Linked DNA regions of Pan troglodytes: region 1 is linked to region 2. The links are chromatin contacts, called in public Hi-C maps. All regions are on one chromosome and are shown on one strand. Each heading gives the region's core, a stretch centred on a gene start, on an enhancer-like site or on the middle of the called end of the contact. The rest is flanking DNA. Distances are from core to core; before and after follow the strand shown.

Evidence for each region. Hi-C and Micro-C count contacts between places; a contact is called where the count stands out from the background.
Region 1: a contact with region 2 is called in a Hi-C map of stem cell-derived neural progenitor cells, with 6 times the contacts expected there. The contact joins the promoter of ALKBH2 here to the promoter of SART3 in region 2. A contact is called at or near these places in 1 of 7 Hi-C or Micro-C datasets (stem cell-derived neural progenitor cells) and 1 of 1 datasets of contacts at active chromatin or transcription factors (stem cell-derived excitatory neurons).

Annotation. Positions count from the first base shown.
Region 1 is chr10:115,900,309-115,906,344 of NHGRI_mPanTro3-v2.0_pri, forward strand. It overlaps ALKBH2 (alkB homolog 2, alpha-ketoglutarate dependent dioxygenase), which reads right to left and starts at 3,808. Exons shown (of 4, transcript XM_001136046.4): 1 at 3,163-3,808; 2 at 2,423-2,853; 3 at 1-100. The coding sequence starts at 2,702.
Region 2 is chr10:115,366,766-115,372,254 of NHGRI_mPanTro3-v2.0_pri, forward strand. It overlaps SART3 (spliceosome associated factor 3, U4/U6 recycling protein), which reads right to left and starts at 3,355. Exons shown (of 18, transcript XM_016924118.3): 1 at 2,719-3,355. The coding sequence starts at 3,030. ISCU (iron-sulfur cluster assembly enzyme) reads left to right here and starts at 3,327. Exons shown (of 5, transcript XM_509343.5): 1 at 3,327-4,606. The coding sequence starts at 4,493.

The DNA.
Region 1 (6,036 bases), core at 2,558-5,057, 530 kb after region 2:
AGGCCTGAAAATGTGTAGGTCAGCCCAGCGTCGCCATACGTTGCCTGCTTCCTGGGCACACTGTGCCACTTCCCGAATACCTGGACTCTGGCCAGTGCTCCTGTGCAGAGGAAACATGGCAGTTCCTTTCTACCCGACCCCCCTCTAGAAATCCAGATGCCCCCCCCAACCTGCACTGCCATCACCAGAAATCCAGTGCCCCACATACATGCTCCCTGGGTATTCAAGATTGAAAGGGAAGTAAGGAATAACATTTCCCTGTCATTCCATGCAATTTAAACCCCTCTTCAATCATCATTTTGGCTTGCCCCAAATTTTCTTTTTGTTTTGTTTTCTTTGAGACAGGGTCTCCCTGTGTCACCCAGGCTGGAGTACAGTAGCACAATCTCAGCGCACTTCAACCTCCACCTCCCGTGCTCCAGCTATCCTCCCGCATCAGCCTCCTGAATAGCTGGGACCACAGGGGCGTGCCACCATGCCTGGCTAACTTTTTTGTAAGCTCGCTGCAACCTCCACCTCCAGGGCTCCAGCAGCCCTCCTGCCTCAGCCTCCTGAGTAGCTGGGACCACAGGGGCATGCCACCATGCCCGGCTAACTTTTTTTGTATTTTTTTGTAGACACAGGGTTTTATCATGTTGCCTAGACTGGTCTTGAACTCCTGGGCTCAAGTGGTCCGCCCACCTCAGTCTCCCAAAGTCTGGGATTATAGGTGTGCACCACTGCACCAAGCCAACTGCCCCAAATGTTCATGTAAGAACAGTGACTCTTGTTCTACAAGGAGAGAAACATGGTCCTGGGCCATTTTTTTAGTGAACACTGTAACTTAACTGCCTTAACTACAGTAAGGGCAGAATAAAGAGGCTGAAATTGGAGCACGATAAAGTTAGTTTACAGGCTAGGATAGCTTGTCAACTGTAGGGACTAAGGGCATGTGACCCCATGAAAGATGGGGCTCACACTCCTGGGGTCTCTTGTGGGCATTTCTTTTTTTAAGGAGATGGTGAGCCAGGCGCGCTGGCTCATGCTTGCAATCCCAGCACTTTGGGAGGCCAAGGCGAGGATCACTCAAGGCCAGGAGTTCAATTAACAGCCTGGGTAACACAGTGAGACCTACAGATAATTTAAAAATTATCCAGGCTTGGTGGTGTACATCTGTGGTCCCAGTTACTTAGGATGCTGAGGTGGGAGAATCACTTGAGCCCAGGCGGACGAGGCTGCAGTGAGCCAAGATCGTGCCCCTGCCCTCCAGCCTAGGTGACAGAGCGAGACCCTGTCTCAAAGCATAAAAGAATAAAGTGACGAGGGGGGTCTCACTATGTTGCCCAGGCTGGACTTGAACTCCTGGCCTCAAGTGATCCTCCTGCCTCAGCCTCCAGAGTAGCTGGGATTACAGGTGTGTGCCACCATGCCTGGCCTGTGGGCTTTCGTTTTTTGTTTTGTTTTGTTTTGAGACACAGTCTCACTCTGTTGCCCAGGCTGGAGTGCAGTGGTGCGATCTCGGCTCACTGCAACCTCTGCCTCCCGGTTTCAAGTGATTGTCCTGCCTCAGCCTCTTAAGTAGCTGGGACTACAGGCATGCACCACTACGCACAGCTAATTTTTTGTTGTTGTTGTTGTATTTTAGTAGAGATAGGGTTTCACCATATTGGCCAAGCTGGTCTCGAACTCCTGACCTCAAGTGATTCGCCCGTCTCGCGCTCCCAAAGTGCTGGGATTACAGGCGCGAGCCACCACGCCTAGCTTCCTGTGGGCTTTTCTATGCCTCTCTGCCAGATCCTTGTGTCCTCATTACAGGATAGAGGTGTGGTTCTCAACATGTGCTCCCCAGACCAGCAGCACCAGCAGCACCTGGAATCTCCTTAGAAACTAAACTAAACCACAGGGGTAGGGTCCAGCAATCCAAGTCCTGCCAACAGCAAGTCCACCAGGTGATGCTGAGAACCACTGGTGTGGAGAAATTACCTGGTTATTTGCCATCTCTCCTATGAGACCAGTGATTCTCAAACCCTGACTGCCCATGAGAATCACCTGGAAGCTTTTTAAACAAACAAGTGGTCAGCCTGCACTCGGAGCGATTCTGATTGAAGTGCTCTGCAGTAGAACCCAGCACGTTTTTTCACTTTGTTCTGTAAACTTTCCCAGAAGATACTCATCAGTAGCCAAGGGGAGATTCACTCGAGTCATCTGTCAGCTCCTAGTAGACAGGCAATCCAGTTTCTTTCAAGTTTATGTCCCAAGCACCTAAGGGGCTTAGCCCACAGGTGCTCAGAGAATATTGGATGAATCCATTAGTGAACCCATCAGTAAATAATGGATCCTGAGTTCAGATTTCTCCAAACATACGATCATTAATTGCACCAAACAAGCCCTCAATGCACAAGCACACACACACACACACACACACACACACCCCTCTGCTTACCTGTAAAATATTCTACTTCTTTCTCCAACTCTTGGAAAATCTCATCTGCCTCAGCTTTGCCAAACAGGACCGTGTAACTGCAGTCCAGGCCCTCAGCCCGAATGTGCCGCCAGCTAGGGCCTGCTGAGTGGCCTCCATTCCCTGGGGCCTCTCTCCTGGGCCTCTTCCTTGTGCTTTCTTTGTCTCCTCCCAACACAGCTGGCTCTTCTCCAGTTGGCTCTTGCTCCTCCTGCTTCCTCAAAAGGCCCCCTTGAGCCCCTTTCACCAGGAATCTGTCCATCCTGTCCCCACAGGAAAGAAGGGACGTCAGTGGCGAGGCCAAGACAGAAATTGCTCAAGTTCTGTCCCCAGTGCAAAAATCTGTTTGTCCAAGGGGTCTCACAGCAACATTCCTAGTTTCACATTTTCATTTTAAAGTTTAAAACCATGTCCTAGAAAGGAAACAGAAGATGTTAAAGCCGGAAGGGACCCTAGGGACAATCTGATCCAGGGTCTCCCACGTCCACCTGTGCATCAGAATCAGCTGGCTAGCTTGCAAAAACCCAGAGGTCTGCACTCCACGCCTGAGCACCTGAATTTTTAAAGAACTACCTTCTGGGAATTCGCACGCCACAGCTAAACTTAGAAACTACAATCCAAACCCTCATTTTGCAGAAGGGGAAACTGTTGCCCACAGAGGGGAAGAGGTTTGCCCAAAGTCAACTGTCCACCCCTTTAAGGAGGAAGGACCCATAACTGACCTCGCTGCCCCTCACCAGTGTTAAAATAGATCAGTCTAGTGATGCTCAAGTGGATACGATTCAGAAGCGAGACACAAAGAGGTTAAACACGGGTAAACCGCACGCAAAATTCGGATATCACTGCAACACGTCCGTGGGGTGGGGGTAGCAAGAGTGCTCTAGCATCGCAGCTCCAGCGCAGATCGGAATCCCGCAGTCACCCTGGGGGCCTGGTGGTGGTGGGAAAGACGCGCCCCAGCGAATCGGTCGCGTCACTTCCGGAGCACGCTGGGAACTAAGGCGGGCTAGGGCGCAAAGAGAGCAGCCGGGCGGCCCTCTGGTGCCACCTGCTGGCCTCCCGTGCGTGGCAAGCACTGCCGCTTTCTCGCTGATCATCTGTTGGGCCACTGTCGAGCATCACGGCTGGGGTGAGAACTGTGGCTTGGCGTCACTTCTCAGTGAGGGTTACTTTGGTGTCCGGAAAGGGCGTTGGGCCACCAGTGTATTGTCACGAGTGGGAGCAGGAGTTCTGCAGTCGGATATCGTGGATTCTGTTTCTGTCTCCTCCGCCCTGGCTGTGTGGCCTCCCACAGGTCACTTAACCTCTCTGGGGTTAAGTTGCCTCATCTGTGAAGTGGGGACTACAGCACCTATGTCATGAGAGCGCCTGAGGAGATGACAGGATGCATGAGAAATGCTCTGTCCTCTAAATAAATGTTGGTTCCATTATTGCTCGTTTGTCTTTGTTTTCTTGTTTTTTGATGTTGTTCTTGTTTGTTTTGTTTTTTTGAGACAGGAGCTCACTCTGTTGCCCAAGCTGGAATGCAATGGCATGATCATAGCTCACTGCAGCCTTGAACTCCTGGGTTAGAGCGATCCTCCCATCTCAGCCTCTGGAGTAGCTGGGACTACAGGCACATCCCACCCCACCCTAAATAATTTTAAAATTATTTTTAGTAGAGATAGGGCCTTGCTGTGTTGCCCAGGCTGGTCTCAAGCTCCTGGGCTCAAGTGATCCTCCCACCTGGGCCTCCCAAATTGTTGGGATTACAGGCGTGAGCCACCACGACCAGCTCCCCTCAATGGAACGAAAACTCCATGAGATCAGAGGCTTTGTTTTGACAGATTTCAACAAATGTACAATATTGTATGATCACCACCACAATCAAGATCTAAGACAGTTCCGTCCCTCCATAAAACTGCTCCAGCCTCTTAATCAACTTCGCCCATCACCCAGCATCAGCAACCACTGATCTGTCTTCTCTCCCTATAGTTTTCCCTTTTCCAGAATTTCATATACAGGGAATTGCCGTGGTTTGAATATCTGTTCCTCCAAAATCCGCATTGAAATTTAATCCTCAGTGTGGCAGTATTGAGAGGTGGGGCCTTGAAGAGGCGATTGGGACATGAGAGCTCTGTCATAATGTCCTCATAAATGAATTAATAGATTAATGGGCTCAGGGGTTAACGGGTTAATGGCTTACCGTGGGAGTGGGACTGGTGGCTTTATAAAAGGAAGAAGAGAGACCTGAGCTAGCACACTCAGGCCCCTCGCGATGTGATGCCCTACACGGCTTCAGGACTCAACAGAGTCCCCACCAGCAAGAGGGTTTTCACCAGATGCAGCCCCTCAACCTCGGACCTCTCAGCCTCTATGAGAAATGCCTTTGTGGGACTTCTTTCACTGAAGCATATTGCTTTTAAGATTCATTTATGCGCCCCCCCCACCCCCCCGCTTTTTTTTGTGAGACAAGGTCTGCCTCTACTGCCTAACTGGAGTGCAGTTGCATGATCTCGGCTCACTGCAACCTCCACTTCCCAGGCTCCACTCCCACCTCAGCCTCCCAAGTAGCTGGGACTACAGGCATGCACCACTACACCCGGCTAATTTTTGTATTTTTTGTAGAGATGGGTTTTTGCCATGTTGCCCAGGCTGGTCTCCATAGTCTTCAGCTGGTGAGCTGAAGAAATCCGCCTGCCTTGGCCTCCCAAAGTGCTGGAATTGTAGTCGTGAGCCGCTGTGCCCAGTCGTATACGCACATTTGTATTACTTACTTGTTCCTTTTTATTACTGGTATAGAAGGGATGCCCCACAGGAGTAGGCCCCACATAGGGTTGTTTCTCTGGTTTTAGGTTACTATGAGTAAAATCACTATAAACATTCACATACAAGCTTTGTGAATATAGTTTTTCATTTCCCTTGGGTAAATGCCTAGGTGTGGGAGTGCTGGGTCATAGTGGCTCTAAGGGCAAATGATTTTCAGCTTTGAGCCTCTCTCCCTTAGACTTCAGCTTCTTGTCCTAGGCACTGGGACACACCAGCAACAAGAAGCAGCAAGTTCCTTTCTTCACTCAGGTTACATTTTGGGGATGGAGACAGAAACACACAAGGAAAGAATAAATAATATGCTGTCTCTAAAGAAATTGTGTAAAAAGAAAAAATAAATAAGATGCTTTTGTATAGTATAGCAGTTATAGAGCAATGGGCTAGAAAGTGGGGCAGGAGGAGAAGTCCTTTTCAGGGAAAGATCCTGAGCTGAGACCTGAGGCTTTCCAGGCAAGGGGACGGTGAATGCAAGGGTGTGCAGGCCACAGGGGGACAAGCTGGGTGTGTCCAGCAATTGTGCTGGGAGCTGGACTCAGTAGTGGGGGCTTCCATCAGAGAGGAGGCAGCACTGAGACCTGGGTAGGAAGCTGGGGTTTATTCTAAGCCTTTTTGAAAACCAAAGAAGGGTTTTAACCTAAGGATTGTCTTTTTTTTCTTTTTCTTTTTTTTGTTTTTAGACAGGGTCTTGCTCTGTCACCCAGGCTGGAGTGCAGTGGCACAATCTCAGCTCACTGCAACCTCCGCCTCCCGGGTTCAAGTGATTCTCCTGCCTCAGCCTCCTGAGTAGC
Region 2 (5,489 bases), core at 2,105-4,604:
ATGATCACACCACTACTCCAGCCTGGGCAAGAGTGAGATGCTCTCAAAAAAAATAAATAAATAAACACTGAGGGATGAGAACCAGAACTCTCAAATATGGCAAGGCCAAGTTTCTCACAGACCTATTTGGAAGCAATTCATCATTATGCTCCGCCATAAAAGCAGTTACAGCAGGAAGAAGCAGCTGTGGGATCAGGATGAGGTGGGTGGGAGGCTTGGAGAAACTGGACAAGTCCATTTCTAGACCACAGGACAAAGAGGATAAGGCCAGAGGGTCTTCAGTTCATCACTTGCCAGGTCCTATCCTGTGTGGTCACATTCTAAACTCCACCCCATCCTTGGTGATCTGTGGCAGGACAGGCAACTGCAGAGTACTAGTGGCCAGAGACCTCTGCTCTCCCCTTTCTTGCTCTTTAGCAAGCTGTGTACCCTCACCAAGGACTTAACCTCTCTGGTCCCAAATCTCTCTTTCCCCACCTCACAGAATAGGCTCATCGAAAGGCCCAGGACTAGCAGTCTGAAGAAATGACATCAACAAGGGCAGGGACACAGTCAATCTGGTACCCAGTGTCACGCTGTGTTTGCTGAATGAGTAAGACTAAATTAGCTTCAGCACACTTATTTATAAAAAGTAGAGGGCGGGCGCGGTGGCTCACGCCTGTAATTCCAGCACTTTGGGAGGCGGAGGCGGGCGGATCACGAGGTCAGGAGATCGAGACCATCCTGGCTAAAACGGTGAAACCCCATCTCTACTAAAAATAGTAAAAATTAGCCGGACTTGGTGGCGGGCGCCTGTAGTCCCAGCTACTCGGGAGGCTGAGGCAGGAGAATGGCATGAACCCGGGAGGCGGAGCTTGCAGTGAGCCGAGATCGTGCCACTGCACTCCAGCCTGGGCCACAGAGCAAGACTCCGTCTCAAAAAAGAAAAAAAAAAAAAAGTAGAAATGCTAACCACCTGCCAACCCCAACAGGTTCCTCTGACAATCAGATGTAATGGGTGGGACAAGCTATACCAATGGATGACATCACTATCTCATAACAAAAATATCAGTGCCAGAGAGAGTATTATAAGGAAACTGACACTCAGTAAGGTTTAATGAGTAAACTAGATTAGCAACTTCACATTCACTGAGTGATTTCACATCCAGTGTGGCATCTAGTCCACATTTTAAGTGTAAATCCCACTATGAATAACTTAAAGGAAATCATTTCATCATTTGTTCTGAACCTCTGTTTCTTCATCTGTAAAAAGAGAATGCGGGCCGGGCGTAGCGGCTCACACCTGTAATCTCAGCACTACGGGAGGCCAAGGTGGGTGGATCACCTGAGGTCAGGAATTCAAGAGCAGCCTGACCAACATGGTGAAACCCCGTCTCTACTAAAAATACAGAAATTAGCCGGGCGCAATGGTGCGTGCCTGGATCCCAGCTACTGGGGAGGCTGAGGCAGGAGAATCGCTTGAACCAGGGCGGCAGAGGTTGCAGTGACACGAGATGGTGCCATTGCACTCCAGTCTGGGTGACAGGGCGAGACTCTGTCTCAAAAAAAAAAAAAAAAAAAAGAGAGAGAATGTGCTCCATCTCTTCTGTTTGCCCCCTCCAAAAAACACCCTACCCTCTCCTCCCTGCCCTGTGTCCCCGAGTATAGACCTCATGTACAGGTTTCCTGGCTCTCCAGCTTCCGGATGGGTCTGCCCAGCAGGAGGCACCAGCAGAAGTTTGGTGGGAGGAAGAAAGAGAGGTCAGGGTATTTCTTCCCCCACCTCAATCCTTGACAGGAAACTGGGGCTGCTTCCCTTGAACAAAGTTATCAGCAGGTCTCAGGTGCCCTCTCCACACAATTCAGATCACACCCTTCACCCCTTCCAGCCCAAAGATGGACACCAGGTTCTGGAGTTATCAGCCATGGGATACTAAACTTTCACTCCCGATTTCCCTACCCACACCTTTATTGACTTTCTCTCAGATCATCCTAATTTAAATGTGCCACCTATTTCCTGCTGAGATCCTGGATTATACAGTAGATATCACCACCTCATAAGGTTACAAGTGAGAGACCATGTTATGACTAGATGCTAGGCACTGAGCTATGGTTACTGTTACAACAATTATATTATGCAGAAATTGTTGCTCCCAATCTGCAGATAAGGAAGTCGAGAGGGTGAGAGAAATTAAGAAATTCTTACAAGCACATACAAGAGTTGAATAGCTAGAACTGAGGCCTTAACCTCCAGAACCAGAAACCTTTCCATTTCTATTATCACCATCGCGGTCAATATTTTTCTTACCACAAGTTTCATCATCGCCGTCATTCCTACATAACAAAATAACACTCTCTTGCGAATGAGTTTATTTCTACTGTTGGACGTGTGGTTAAGAGTGGGAGTTCTGGAATGGGATCAAAGTACAAGGCCTGACTTGCAGAAAGTGTTATCCTGAGCAAGAGACTTTCCTCCACGAGCCTCAGTTTCCTCCAGTAAAATGGGGATAGATAACAGGGCTTCCTTCACAGGGTCGTGGCGAGGATTCAATGAGATAACGTTTGCAAGGCAATGGGCAGGCAGTAAGCACTCAAATCCGACAGGAGCTACTGTCACGAAAAGCGGGTTTGCAGCCTTGGCGGCTTTATCGCCGCCGAGGACTAGGGAGGCGGGCCAGGACATGGGGACCCGAGGACCTGAAAGACTGGAAGATGCCCGCTGCCCACCCCCGGGCCCACCTGCTCCTCCAGTCTCTCAATCTCCAGCTGGTTTTTCTCCTCCTCTTCGTCATATTCCCACTCGTACTCCCCGGGGGAGCTCTCCGCGGAGGAAGCCATGGCGTACTCATCCCCATCGCTCTCGCTCACGCCTTCCTCCTGCTGATCCCACGCTGGCCCCATGGTCTTGTATGTCGCAGCGGCCACAGCCCGCGATAACACCTTCCTCCTTGTCCTAGCCGCCTTAACCTCATCCTCCTCTCCGTCAGCCTTGGGCCCAGCCTTGGACTCAGCCTCGGGTTCTGAAGCCGAGGTTTCGGCCGCAGTCGCCATCTTGCGCTTCTAATGACTCTCGGGTCTTCCCGCGGCCGCGGAAGACAGGCTGAGGCAGAAGCTGCCCGCGGCGCGCGCCTTATCAAAAGCCCGTTTTCTTGCCATTGAAAGAGAAACTGGGAACTTAGATAACGGGAAAATCTCCACATACACTAAATTCACATTATTTTATACCCTTGTAAAAGCTCCCACCAGATAAAAAAACTCATTATAATGGCATGCGTTCCGCCACAACTTCGGACAGAAGTTGGGTCTTTGGGCAGGAAGTGGAAGCCATAGAGGAAGTCATGGAGCGAGAGTGATGTCTGTAGTGAAGAATTTGGCGCCATCTTGAGAAGGTCAAAGTGATTCTTCGATTAAATGCCTTACTTATCGCCTAGTGTGACCTGGCGCTTGGGTTTACTCTCCCCAGCAACTGCGCCTCAAACGCAAAGAAAACTGCAGGTCCTCGGGGAAGGATCGATTTCACCATTCAAGAGAAAAATCCATTTCCCAGATTCCTCCCCTTTATGTAAACGTCTGGTACCTAGTAGACGTTAAATACACGTGAGTTTTCCGGTTTTATAAGATCACATACTGCAAACCAACAGTAAATTACATTAATACGCATTTCTTTAGAAATTCTTAATTGCTAGGCACTGACATATAAATTGAGTTTGCTGTTTAGAGAGAAAAATAGACATACTTTTTTTTTCAATCAGGACATGGTATTCGTTTCCTTCTTAAGCTTCCCACTTTTGAGGTAGGAAAGTATTGGTGTGTGTCTCTATCTCTACCTTGCTCCCTCATTAGCAGGCTTAATGGGCAGGAATTATGTCTGTTTTGCTTTCCGTTGGATCCCCGGGTCTAGTAGAGCGCCTTGACACATAGTAGGTACTCGACACAGATGCTGGCTTCATGATGAAGCAATTGTCCTCGAATTAATACAAAAGGGAAGATTCAGACTTAGCGAGCCGGTACCATTCGTCTAGGGACACACAGCCAGGAAGGAACCGAACCAGGATTCTAACCCAGGATTACCCAAGTTCGAATTCTAATTGAACATAAGTCCTTAGCGACCTTGGACGGAGTTACTAAACTGCCCTGAATCTCGGCTTCCTTAGCTGCAAAATAGGGTTAGGAAAAGTGGACTCGGTGCTCCTCTGCGCCGCATTCCCGCAGCGGGCTTTGTGAAAGCGAACTTGAGCCCCACACTGCAGAAGCCTGAGGTCCTGTCTCAACCAGAATCCAGCACCCAGGACAAGCCCTCCAGCGACTTCAGACCTTCCCGCTCCCGACCCCGCCCGCCCCCGAGAGGCGTGGTCAAGGCGGGGCCAGAAGGCGGACGCGTGCACGGAGCGGTAAGGCGCAGGCGCAAAGCTTCGGTGACGACAGAGAGGCGCGCTCCCAGCTCGGAGCCGACTCGCAGACGCGCCCCGCCCCTCGGCGTCGCTCTGGACTGGCGCAGGCGCAAGCCGGCAAGATGGCGGCGGCTGGGGCTGGCCGTCTGAGGCGGGCGGCATCGGCTCTGCTGCTGCGGAGCCCCCGCCTGCCCGCCCGGGAGCTGTCGGCCCCGGCCCGACTCTATCACAAGAAGGTAGGGACAAAAGAGGCGACGCGCGGAATGCCGACTCGGCGGAGGCCTGGGCTGGAGGGGCGGCCGCGGGGTTCTGCGCAGCTAGGACTGGGAGCTGTCCCCTCCTACGTCTTTGCCCTGACTCGCTTTCCCTTGCTGCGCAGTGGGGCTCACTGCAACTGATAAACAACAGTTACCGCTCATCGGGCGGCGACTTCCAGGGGGCCCCGCCGCTGGCCGCGACTTCGTGCGTCCCAATTTTAAATTCGCCAACAGCCCAGGAGGCAGGGTCCTGTTGGGACTTGTCTTTCTGAGTCCAGGGACAGACACACCCCCGGAGCGGGCTCCGGCTTCAGCCACTCCGCTGCCCTGGCCAGATGACCTTGGGCTAGTCACTGCGCCTCTCTGAACCTGTTTCCCCAGGTGTAAATGGGGGGCTCTCAGCTGTCCCTTACAAAGGATACTGTGCGTGGAGTCCTGGCATGGTTCCTGGCACATAGGCCCCAGCACGAGGAGACCGTTTCTGTTACTGCTTTAGGAGTGCATAGGGGAGTCAGGCTTGTAACCAACATGCGTAATGTTTTTGTTTTGTTTGGGGGGTTTTTTGGCGGGGAAGGAGGGATAGATTCATAGTCTGCAGCCCCTTGCTGTCTGGTGGCACAAAGTCCCCCAGACGTGAGACTCCCACTCGAGAAACAACTAAAGAATGCCATAAATCAACGTGGCACAAAAGGCCCCTACATTAGATACTATCCTGAGGTCCCTTTTACTTGGAGTCAAAATCCTTAGTCAGATGGGGGGAAAAGGGGACTGGAAGATCGGCGTGCTTACTACTAACCAGTAACCAAACCTCAAGGTTATTAAGGCCTTCTCTGTGCCAGTTCGAATGGATGTTTATTCTGAT